Regions from separate parts of the Gossypium hirsutum genome. Here region 2 is linked to region 1. Evidence: chromatin contacts called from public Hi-C data. All regions are on one chromosome and are shown on one strand. Each heading gives the region's core, a stretch centred on a gene start, on an enhancer-like site or on the middle of the called end of the contact. The rest is flanking DNA. Distances are from core to core; before and after follow the strand shown.

The links. A called contact is a pair of places that touch in the nucleus more often than the background predicts.
Region 2: a contact with region 1 is called in a Hi-C map of leaf, with 1.5 times the contacts expected there. The contact joins the enhancer-like site here to the promoter of LOC107904398 in region 1. A contact is called at or near these places in 5 of 34 Hi-C or Micro-C datasets (leaf and petal).

The regions. Positions count from the first base shown.
Region 1 is chrA05:34,112,455-34,119,162 of Gossypium_hirsutum_v2.1, forward strand. It overlaps LOC107904398 (protein LNK3), which reads left to right and starts at 4,548. Exons shown (of 6, transcript XM_041112283.1): 1 at 4,548-6,708. It overlaps LOC107904399 (retinoblastoma-related protein), which reads right to left and starts at 315. Exons shown (of 19, transcript XM_041112280.1): 1 at 36-315.
Region 2 is chrA05:34,230,496-34,237,307 of Gossypium_hirsutum_v2.1, forward strand. No RefSeq gene overlaps it. Among protein-coding and RNA genes, the nearest start is that of LOC121228916, 52 kb to the left of the region's middle. Within about 2 kb of position 4,021, at least 5 of the 9 cell types and tissues checked have an H3K27ac peak or open chromatin away from gene starts, as enhancers often do. A contact at or near this core is called in leaf, where this site is marked.

The sequences.
Region 1 (6,708 bases), core at 3,298-5,797:
GGAGAATTATCATTCAAGAATGCAAGGAAGCTTACAAATTCAGGGCTTGAAATTCGGTTAGGATCGTATCTACAGATCCAGTGAAGAAAAAAACCTTTTAACGGATCGAGAACAAGAAAAAAAAACAGTGAGAAAGCAACAGAAAAAAATTCCTTCTTTATTTTTTTATATTCTCGTTAAGAACAAGTCAAAGAACCCAAAAATCTTCCCTCTTTCTTTCTTATATGTAATTTTATCTCTCTGATTTTGGGCCTCTTTTTGTGGAAACCCTAATCAAGGAAGGATCTTTTTCTCTGTAGCGCGGGAAAATTAACCAACATAACATCATGATAGCATTCACATGCACATGACATGCGTGACTATCCAGTTATATTTTGACACCTCATGATGTAGGACTGGCCTTTTGGCGCCAAAATTGCTTAACGCCACGCCGTGACGAGGTTTCCCGCTTTGCAAAGTTAGGGAAGCGGTCTCCGTTACGATGATGTTTAATGGAATAGTTTTTGGGTTGGGTTCCGCCCAGCCGTTCACCGGTCTTGCAATTGGGCTCTTTGATTTAAGTCATTACTTTGAACGAAAATATTTTGGCTTAATCACAAATTTGGCCACTAATATTTGCATATTTTGTCAAAATGGTTTTAATTGTGGAAAATAATAAGATAAATATGTAATATATTAAATTAAAAAACAACACTTAATTTAAAGAAAATAAACATAATTATCTAAAACAAATTAACTCTATGAAAAACTTCTCAATAAACAAACATATGAAAAATTAAAATCTTTGGAAAGAAAAGAAAATTTGAAACCTTGAATTTATTCATTAAATATATTAGAAAAAGCATATTGGAGAAAATAACAAAGGTTAATGATAAAAAAAATGCTCAAAATACAGTTAAGGTTATTTTGACAAAACATACAAACATTAATGGCCAAATTTATCATTAAGCCAAATATTTTTGTTGAATATTCTTTTGTTTATAACTTTTTTTTTGTGTGTGTGTTTTATATCTGAATTTTAATTTTTTTCGCTTAAATTAAACTAGATTTTATGATGACTCAAATAAAATATTTTATGTTAAAAATATTTTTTTTAAAATTATTGACTAATAAATATACGTGGAGTATTAATAAATTTATATTTTATTACTATTGAACATGTATACTATCATTATATTTATAATTTTTAATTCGTTTATTTAAGGATAATATAAAAGTATGAAAAACAAAAATTCCATCATAATAATATTAACTATAATTTAAAATCATAGTTATTTATGTAATTTCATAACCGAATTGAAAGGGTGAATACTATAGATATTTTTTTCTTGATGAATATTTAATGAATTTTTTCATAGGCATTAAACAAACAAGTTCACAAGTAGACTTGTTCGAGGGCTGGGTAGCCCACCCGTCGGGTCGGGTTTGGACAATAATTTTTTTCACTTTGAGCCAGCTCGATTCGGCCCAAATTTAATTTAAATAATATTTTATGTTTTTAGTAGTAAAACAGAATTTAATGGTAAGCTAAGTCGACCTAAAAGCAAATTTGGACTTGAAAATTATTTTGAAATCCAGCCTCAAACCGATTCGGACCCATAAACACCTTTATTCATAAAGGAATTTGTTGATAAACTTAAATAATTTTTCTTTAAATTGAATTATAAAAAAATATAAATATTAATTAAATTGTTTTTTAACAATAAATTCAGGCACCCACGTGCAAGAATCACGTGGCTCTCATCTCATGGACATGTAGTGGAGGTGTAGAACTAGAACCAAGCAAACTTATCCTTTACTATCAATAGGCACAAAAGTTAATTTAATTGATGCCTTAAGAAGAAGAAATTGACATGGAAAAGATCAAAATTCATTTTTGGATGCACATTTGCGTTCTCGCGTCTAACAAGGATCATTTGTCCTTTCACTCTTTTTTGCGCCATGCAACTTCATGTGCTTACTTCCTCACATGTTCGCTTCTTTTTTAAACCTATATAAATTTATTTATACATCAGTTTTAAAATATTTTATAATTAAATTCATATAAAAATATTTTAAAATATGATTAATTTTTATAAAAAGAGAAAAAAACATGTAATATTCATTAAACAGTACCCTAAATATTAATATAATAAAAAGTATTTTGCAAATTTTACATAATTTTAAAAAATAATTATTTATTTACTATCAATGTATCATTTATATTAATTTTATGGTTCATGAAAATTAATTCGTTCCACATTTAAAATTACTACTTCTAATAATGTATGAATTTTATACTGACATATCTTATTATTATTGCGCTCAACAATTATTTATAAAAATCAATTCCCTATACCTTACCGACTGCCATCCACCTTTCTTAAAAAAGAAAAACTTCAAACGTTAGGAAAACCTATTTAAATAGTTCAATATTAATTTTTTTCATAAAATAATTAATTATTATATTATTTTAAATTGAAATATGAAATGTAAAATATTTTTTTATAAATTAGTTAAATAATTAAAATTATATTTTTTTCACATGTATAAATATTTTTATAAAATTTACAAATTTTATATTCAATTAATTTATAATTTAAAATTATTTAACAAAATTTTCATTGAAAATATTGGGTTTTTTTAATATTTATTAAGTAAACAACAAAGATAAAATATGTTGGTAAAAATAAGCTTATAAATTAATTAAAATACTTAAAAAAAGTTTTGAGTTTTTTTATAAGTATTAATTAATTTATAATTTATATTTTTAACACCTATAAATATTATAACTCAAATTATAACTAAAAAGGAAGGCTCCAACACTCGTCCACCCTTTTTTATTTTTTTGCCATTTCAATTATAATGGTAAAATATCAGTTTTGATCCCTTTATTATACTCAAATTTAATATTTAATCTTTATATTTTTATTTGATATAATTTAATTATCTACTTTTATAATAATATTAGGTAGTCCAAATAATTAAAATTTTTAGTTATTCTAATTAATTTTTTTAATCTATTTTTTAAAAGAAAGTTCTATTCAATAATAGCTTGGCATAATGGATTGAAACAACTGTTATGAAAAAACTTCACATCAGCTACTAAAAAATATCCACAGTGTTAATTATTTGGACTAATTAATGGCACAAGTCTTCTTTTTTTTTAGTCATTATAAGATAATGATAAATTTGTAATTTTGATCTCTCTATTACGCTCACATTTGAGATTTATTATTTATATTTTAATTTAACATAATTTTATCTTCTACTTTTATAATAACATTAGTTAACCCAAATAATTAATCTACTTAACTATATGATTAGGTGAATTTTTCTTTAAAACACCTTTCTAACACTATATATATAAATTTCTACATGAAGTGGGAATAAGAAAAAATTTGACCTCAACGTTCTTAACTTCAACTAATTAATCATATTGTATAGAGAAACCAATTTATATAAAAATTATAAATATATACTACGTTCTAAATTTAAACATAATAGAGAGACGATTACCATAATTTGATCTAAAACAATCTATGCCGAATATAATTATTGATATTTTTTATTTAATAAAATGGTAATTATTTGGTACAAGGGCAGTGGAAAATTTTAACTCTACAAGCATAGGCAAATTTAGGGGGGCTGGGTTGTTATTTAGGCCCTTAAAAATTTTTTAAAAAACTTTTAAATTAGTAAAGGTAAAATTGTACTTTGGCCCCCTAAAATTATAAAAAAAATTGATTTAATCCTTTAAAAATTATAAAGATATAAATTATAAAAAATTAAAATTTCATTCGACTCTCTAAAAATTTGTTCTAACTTCGCTCCTGTCTACAAGAGGATTGAGATTTTACCACATGTCTTGTCAATAATTTTATAAAAAAATTGTTTTTTATTTAATTTATTTGGTATAGGTGGTTATATATTTGTGGAAAATGAATGGGAGATAACAAACTAATATTTACTAAAAATTAAAATATATATATATGTGTGTGTGTGTGTCATGTAATAAAAAAGTGTGTTTGAATGAAAAGTATTCATGTTTCATTATTGATATTAACTACTTGTCGTTTACATCATTTATCATTTATTAAATTTTGGTTAATATATGTAATAGGTTATTATACTTTTCATAAACATGCAATTTAGTTTATATACTTTTATTTTTAGAAATTTAGCTCCTCTACTTTCAAATTTCAAAGTTTAGATTCAATTGTTACCGTTGTTTATTTTTTTGTTAAATTTATTAATGTGACATTTTGAAATTAAAAAAAAAACTTCACTTGACAGTATAATTAAAAGAAATGGCTTTTGTAATGAATCTGAATTTAACAAAATAAATTTAATAGTGTTAATAATTTTTGGGTAAATTACACCAACAATCACTCAACTTTGGAGTAACCGATAAAACAATCACTCAACTTTTGAAAAATAACAAAACAGTCACCACTAACCATTTTTCATTACAAACATAACAGAGCTACCATTTTCTGTTACAAACGTAATGGAGGTACCATTTTTCATTACAGTTTCACTACTGACTTAACCAAACTACCATTTTCCATCCCCCTCCCATCCCTCTCCCTCTTCTCCACCATCCCCCTACTTTGATTCTCTCTCCCTCTCCGCATCTTCCTCACTATCCTTCCTCCTACTCTGATTCTTTCCCTTTCCCCTACCATCCTTTTGCTAACCGTTTCACTCTCCCTCAGCGTTCCTTTCCCTTTCCATTTTCTATCTTTCTGCCTATTGCTACCAATTTTAAACTAATTTAACAACAAATTCTTCAACGTCGTTTTTGTTTGGAACCCTGCACCTGCAGGTCGATTCAAGTTTCCCTTTTGATGTGTTTTTATATTATTTCAATTCTCCATCAATTTTATTTGTTCTTCTAATTTATTTTTAATTTAATCAAATTTATTAACTTTTTGTTTTCTTTTACTTCAAAAATTAGGGCTTTCCTTCCCCTTTTCCACAATTGAATTTGTTTCACTCTTTTTCATATTCTGTTTTAGAGTTTACATAGCTTTTAATTTGAAACCAAAATAAAACCAATCTTTTCCTTATTTTTTTTCTTACCGTTCGGGAACTGTGGATTCTTAAGCTTCTTGCTTCTTATTAAGGTTGGTTATTTTTTGTGCAAATGAGGCTAATGCCTACAGTAATTGTTTATATTATCAATTAGGGCTTTAGATTTTATTTTTGGTTTGTTTGAAATGATTATCCTTTTGATTGTATTTGTTGTTTCTTTATGATCATCTCAAATTTATTGGACTATAGCTCTTTGGGGGTTGTTTCAATTGATTTTGGCCTTTTATTTTGATCATTGTCATTGTTGAATGCTCAATATGTTTTAGTCATTTGGTTGACAAAAGCTTCGTTTTCACGAAAATTGTGCTTTTTAATTGCAACTTATATTGCTCAGGTGCGTTTCCAAACATGTTAGACTGATTTTGTTTTCAACTTTTCTTGATCCCTACCTACATGAATTCTATTTGATCCATAACCTTCGTTATCTGTGATAGATTTGTGGTCATAATAAGCAGCAGTGCGATTCAGACTCAAGCATTTGCTTTTATGTTTATTGGTCGCCATTTCTCTCCTTTATTGCATTACAATAGATGGTCAAAATGTAATTTCACTAAGCATTAGAGCTATCTATAAGAATGTTGGGGATACAATTATAGATGACATTGGTATAGAGAAAGTCATAACTTTAAAGGATAATGACAACGAATTGAATGACTGGAAGGGTAGTTACCGCAAAGTTTTTGTGTCCACAATCATGCTTTTTACGTTAGCAATGGCTGCAACAACTAGTTTAGGTGTAGCTCTGTTTTTCTTTGTGGGAAGGCAAAGGGACAAATGGACAGGGTTAGTAAAAGGACGACAGGGGAGAGGGAAAGAATCAGAGTAGGAGAAGGGATGGTGGGGAAGACAAGGATAGGGAGAGAGAATCAGAGTAGGGGGGATGGTGGGGAAGAGGGAGAGGGATGGGCGGGAGATGGAAAACGGTAGTTTGGTTAAGTTTGTAATAAAACTATAACGGAAAATAATTAGTGGTGACTGTTTTGTTATTTTTCGAAAGTTGAATGACTAAATTGAAATGTAAATGATTGTTTTGTTAACTATCTCAAGATTAAGTAACTATTGGTATAATTTATTTTTATTTTTTAGCACTCTACCATTATAAATACTATGACTTATTGGACTTGACAGATATACTAATAATTTTACATCTATCTTGCATGTCCAAAAATCTCACTACGTTAGCATAAATGTTTTTTAAAATATTCACTAGACTGAGCTTGATGATTAATTTGTTATCTTATTGAAGAATTATATTTTAATATAAAAAGAAAGTGGATAATGTATACCTTTTAGTCGGAGTGATATACGTATAGTTACCTAGTACCTAGGACTATCAGAATCTGTGCAACTTGCCGATAAATGAAGCTATTTTTAGCTAACGTGGTGGACTGCAGCAAAAGGACCACAACAGCCACGTGTCAACAACATGGGTTACCAAAATCTCAAAGTAATGGTTGGAAGATTAAGAGGTGGAATAAAATGATTACAAGTGGAGCAATGAGAATGCAGTTTTTGATGGAGGATTCTCAACCACTAATGAATTCCATATTATTTCTCAGCCACAAATTCTTTTCCTCTTGCCCCTTCCTGTTTTTTAAAAGCAGAAGTGTGCACCACACTCAAAATCTTTTC
Region 2 (6,812 bases), core at 2,771-5,270, 120 kb after region 1:
TTAGAAAAGTCATGCTGAAAACATAAATTTATTAGACCAAAAAGTAACATGATGCGGAACACATCAACACACAAAAGGTAGACATAAAACAAAAGGAAAAAAATACAACATTTTACAATAAAGGAAAACCTTGAACATGACAATTTTTTTTTTTTAGAAAAGAAACAACAACTATGTGATTACAGTTACTAGTTTCATTACAATACCAAAGTTTTATTACGATTTTTTAATAAAATATTTTTCACTGGACGAGCAACAAATAGTTGTAAATTAAAAAGTTGAGTGGCTATTTTAGCCGTCCAATTCGCAACTTCATTCTAAGAGTAAATATTATTAAGAAAATTACTTGAAGGTTAACCTGGATCCACTTAATTTTTCTTCTAAAATGTTATTGAAACGTTCCACAGCAGTAGGAGTGAGGTAATTAACATAATCACCCACTTTTCCACTCCTGAAATACAACTTATTGCTATGTAATATTATTTCTGCCATTTTTCCAGTTTTGTTGACCTCCAAATCTTTCAAATTGTTGAAACTGCAAAAATCAACAATTTGGTTAACCACACCTGTTTTCTCTTCTTCCATGGAGAAAGGAAATCTCAAGAATTCAGCCAATTTCTTTGTTTGAGCCACTGGATCTTCCTTCATTTCTTCATATCTCAAGAACAATACATTTGATGGCTTCTCCAAGCTCATGTTCCAGTACCCTAAAGCATGGTCCCAAAAGGGTCCATACCCTTCTTCACCTCTACAAAACATCTCAAGACAGTCTTCCACTGACCAATCAGGCAAATTATGCACGCCTCTTAGAAAGTGCCAAAATGAGACGACGATGTCAAACGGATTGCGGGTTATATAAACAATCCGACAATATGAACGTTTGATGGAATCGGCTAGCATTGGATACGGAAGATGAGTAGCAAACAACCTTGGGGATGGGATATTAGAAAGATCAGGATTAGGGCTTTCCCTATAAATATTGACCTCAAAATGTGAAATTAGATGACGAGGATTTGCAGAGTTCAAAGGGGTATTTGAGAGCGTATAAAAATGACGGTTGACAATTGTAAACACCAAAGCCTTGAGCCAAGTGGTGCCAGCTTTGGGCTTAGAGGCAACAATTATATCTTCACCTAGAGCCTGGAAATATTTCTGAAATGAGACTATGGATGAAATGGGAGCAATGCGAGAGGGGATCCAAAAGCCTTGGCATTGGGTTAAACCTGACGCAGAAGGTGAGATATTTGGGGTGGATGATGCCAGGCTACTTTTCTTGCTCTCCATGATATTGTAATTCCAATGATTCAAAAGAATCAGTATATATAATATTCTTGCTCAAAAATCACAGGTGTTGTAATAAAGGGTTTTTTTTTTATGTCTATTTATTAGTTTAATTACGTCTTCCAATGGTTAAATAACTGAAAAACACAACATTTTTGAAGATTAGTTTATTAGCATTTGGTGGATGACACCACGTTCGTGGTAGGTGCAATTAAGTAATTGGCTTTGGATAGTACAAATTTGATTATTTTATAACACTAGAATCATCATAATAAATTAATGATTACGTCTGAAATGTATGAGGTTTTCATTTTCCTTTAAATTTATGTTCATCATAAATAAAATATTTTTACTAAGATGTCAATTAAATTATTTATGGCACGTTTGATTGATATGAATAACTAATCAATTTAGGGTTGATTCAATGAATAATATTAACTTATGTGTTTGATTCACTAGAATATCATTTAACCGAATAACTTATTACAATCAAATCATAAATACAGTTGCAATATTCATTCAGAGCTCACCCCTAAAATTAACCTATTTAAACCACAAGGAATAACCTCAAAAGATTTATTCCCAAAATACTCACGGTACCATCGTTCACAAAAACTCAAATTTTAACAAAATACAAAACCAAAAAAATTCATAATTGAAAAATATAACAAACCAAAAAAGTTCATATAAATCAGAATACCAAATAAAAAATATTTCATAATTTCTCTCTCCCAAGATTTTGGTTATGCATTTAAAAAACATTTAAGATGCTCAAAATTTACAAAAGTGAAAGAGGAGAAAAGGAGGAAGAAGACATAATAAATTTTTTCAATTTCTTTTGTAGATTTATAAATTTTTGGTGATATTTAAAGAAAAATAATTGAAAAAAATGAATTGTTGAGTTTGAAAAGTTGGAAGAGATGAAGTTAGGAACTTTTTTGGGTAAGATTATGACGATCAACAATGGTGGTCACGATGGCCGAAGGTGGAGTCATCAGAAACTAGAAAGAAGCTAATTTTTTCTGGGTTTTTCTAGGTTCAGTAGAGAGAAAATGAACCGGTTGAGAAAGGATTAAAATAATTAATTATACTCTTTTAAAAAATAACATAATTAATTATACAAAATTTCAATTTTAATCATATTAAATAATTAATAAGATTAAATTTAAAAATAAACTTTAAAAATTGTTAAAACATATTCATATATAAACTGAAATAGATAAAAATATAATATGACAAAACCAAAATATAACATGCCATAAAAATAACAAAAACACCACATGAATTCATGAATTTACAAAAATCTATATATAAGAATTAAGCGACCGGCGGACGCGAGACTCAATCATCTAATGGTCCTATTTGAAATATATGTGTGTGTTTAAATTTGTTATTTGTTTTTAAGTTTTAAGTTTGAATGGTTGATAGTTTTTAGACTTATTTATGTATCGATTAAACCAACTTTAAGTGCGTCTATTTTCCGGTAAATTCATTTGACATCCGAGACTTAATCTTTCCATTTAGGTCAAGTTTAGGGTGTTACAATTAAATTCCAAAATTATTAGATATTATTTATTTTTAAAATATCTACATGCAATAAATTAGACATCATCTAAGCAAAGCAAGAATATTCTTGTTAATTGGAGTGGTAATGCCAAATTCATCACATACATATAGAATTGTCCATAACTTTGCCATTCATGGAATTTTCGACCTTTGCTTGAGTTTGAATCTCTATTCATTATATATTCTATTCGTAAATGATAAATATAATTAAAATTTATTTATATATATTATACATTTGATTTAAATTTAATTAAAATATTATTTTTAATTATTAAGTAATAATTATTGATTAAATCTTAACTCGATTGACATGAACAATGTAGATCCTATTTATAAGTTGACCTGAACGACTTAAAGCTCTAGGGAAATTTTCAAAATTTTGGGCCCACACGACCAACGTGGCCAGCCTGTACGGCTCACATAGCCTAAAATACGGCCTCACACATGTCCGTGTAGCCACATGGCCCAATTGGTCCAGATCGTGTGACTTAGCAATTTCACAAACGATCTATCACATAGCCTATCACACGATCATATGACGTCGACAGTACAAATTTTCAACTTTCATCGTTCGCTGATTTTTAAGTTTTTCATTATAAACTTGGGTATTTTTTTATGTCAGATTTAGTAACAAATAATCCAGTACCTAAATTAACTATATATACGAATTAGTTAACACGATTCCTCCACCCCAAACATTAATTCAGTAATCAAATTCGACGAAATCAATGTCATACGAAGTCACTACAGAAAAATCAGTCCCAACGCAGCGAATAACCACTTAACCCAGCGAAGATAGCTGCTCACCAACAGGTTCTAACTTGGTCGGAAAATTGTTTGTCTCATGGACTACTTCACCTAAAAGACCCAAAAGATTAAAAACGAAATTAGTAACCATTAAAAAAATTTAAAAAAATTGCGCCCAAGAACCAGCTAAACCTTATTAATGGAAATAATGTCACTTACGCCAACAACCGAGTTATCAAAAGTGAAACTGACACCCACCACCGAAATTGAATACCACAAGAAAGTGGGGGAACAAAATCAAGAAAAGAAGAAAGAAAATTGATGTCCCTCATTTGCTAATAACCACGCGAAAAGGGAGAGCAAACAAAACAAAAGTAAATTGACTAGAATAGAGGAATAAAAATTGAAAAGTAGCGGGGAATAGTACAATGAGAGAATGAAATTCTTGGCAGTTTCAAAGAGTCCAAAAATTAAAAGAAGAAATGGGAAAAGTGGGGTTATGGGACGGCCAAAAAAGGAAGGTTGTTGAGATACTAAATCTTTTTTTTTTTAAAAGAAAAAACAAGATAAATAAAATCAAATCCAACAGACTGCAGTAATTTTACAAAATATAATTGAATTTACCTATTAACCTATATTTAATATGCTTTAAATTAATTAAGCCGACCACAGTATAATCTAAAGTCCTTCCTCAAATAATGTCTTGCAAAAATATAATCATGTCGTCTCGATAAAAAAAAATAATAATGCAATAATAATGGAGTCCTGTCCCCACCGTTATCACGAGTCTGAGACTTTTGTGCAGAATTTTCGACCAAAAATTTAAATATGATAATTTAGATGTATTATTATATAAATATCCAAATTAAATTATAAAATTATTATTAAAATATGTTTCTAATTTATATTTTTTTACATTTAAAATTTAAAAATTTATATTTAATACAATAAAATATTTATTATATTTATCATAGTGTTTTTAATATAAATATTTTTTAATGTGTTAGAAAATTTTTATTTTAGCTTTTTTTAATACTTTTAGTATATTTGTATTTAAAAAAATTATAAATAAATTTAAATAAAAATAATTTAAAAAGAATCAAATATAGGCTAGTCGGAGCATTATTCGGATTTACTTTTCTTAAATCGGGTCACGCTTGGGCAAAAAAGTAAGCCCATTTTTCGAACCAGGTTGGACGAAGGCTTGAAAAAATGGTTTAAATATTTTGCATAGACGTGGCCAAACCCATGAGCACCTCTAGCCATAGCCAAATGGACCGACAATTTACTTATATTTTTTCTCAATAAGTATAAATACTAAAAATTATTTTAGTTATATTATATGTAAAAATTAATATAAAATTATTTTTAATATATTATTTTAATAGTAAAATGGGTTGACAGTCGAATTATATCTGGGCTTGGACAAGAAGGTTTTGTAAGACTCAACCCATAAGTTATTTCCAAAAAGTAAAATATTACATGCTCACATATTAAAGATCTGATAAGTTAAAGAACGTCAAGTATATAAACCATTATTTAAATGAAATATGGATGCAGAATTTTGTCACTAAGGTACCAATTGTGACAAAATTATAGTCTTTATTTCAGTAATGCATATAGACTTTAAATTTTTTGTTGTTAAAATTAGAGTCCAAAGTGGTTAGGAGTCTATAAAACATATTAGGACAAACTTCATGATTGTAGATCCGCTTACTAAGAGATTATCAACCAAGGTTTTTCATAAGCATACTAACTCATATAGATGTAATGTCATTTGAGAATATTCAATTTCCGTTATAAACACATTTTTCAATTTCTTTTTACAGATACTAAAAATATTTCTACAAAGATAAATTTTATTTGATTTATTCACACTCTAATTTTGATAAAATTAGTCTCACTAAGTGTTAAAAGATTCTTTTTATCTTAGAACTCAAAAATAAATTATTGATTTCAATGACTGTATTTTATTTTCAATAAGTATACACAATATGAGGCTATTTCACTCTTTTAACCTAAAAAATTTTGATATTTACAGAAATGGCCCTGGTTCAAAAATATTCATCCAAATGACCTGAAATGAACAGTATATTTGGGTTTTGGGAACCCAATGGTTGGCACCCCATAGTATTTTGGCCCTATGATTGCCTAATGATTGAATCAAGCTTTAAAAAAAATGATTTTTTTTTTAATTTTGGGACATGAATGGTTGGCACAAGGGTATTTTTTTAAAACCGTATGATACTGGAATATTGAAATACCAATATTTGAAAAAAAAATTTGGGTTATGACCATCTAATGGCCGGCACCAGAGTACTTTTTTTTAAAAAAAATTTGGTGCTGGCCATCTCGCGTCTCAAGACAATTTTTTTTCCTTGGGGACATTGATGGCTAGCACTAATTTTTTCGAGTCCCAAAATTTTTTTTTGGGACACTGATGGTCGACACCAACTTTATCAAGTTAAAAAAAATTAGTTTTGGAACAGTGATGGTCGGCACCAACTTTATCATATATATATATAGGTGTTTTGTCTTCCATTTGATTTTTTGTTTGCTTTATTAGTTGAAAATAAAGATTAAAAACATCAGTTTTTTCTTTGCTAAGAAGGAAGTAACAATTTTTGAATATGAGTTCCCAGATTTTGTTTGTTTATGTTCATTTCGATAGAGAAATTATAAATACAACTGAAGAAGGTTGTGTCTTTCAATAGGAATGAGATTCAACAAACGTGTTTTGCTGGCGGATTTAAAACGAAAAATCAGCACAAAGATAGCTACCTGGTGTGGGAAGCAAACGTTGAGACTGTTTTACAAATTTTCAGTTTCAACAAATCCGCTCAAGTTCTCAGAAATGGAGATTGAAGACAATAATGATCTAGGGAAAATGATAGCAATTTATTGCCCCCTTAAGATGGATAGTCCCAACTTGGTTGAGTTGTTCATGGAGATAGCTAAATCAGATCACATTCAAGTTGTAATTCCAGCAAGCCAGCGTTCTGGAATTGATTTTGATCTTAACATCTGCTGGGAAGATCAGTCGGGTTGTGGAGGGTCAATGCCAACTCCTGAAAATCCAAGCACCAATGGTTGTTCATATAATATCCCAAACTCGTGTACTCATCTAGAGATCCATCCAGAGGTGTTGGCTACCATAAAAGATGGTGATAAAGGGTCCGATAATGATGACCAGTCCCATAGTGATCTTAATGATGATT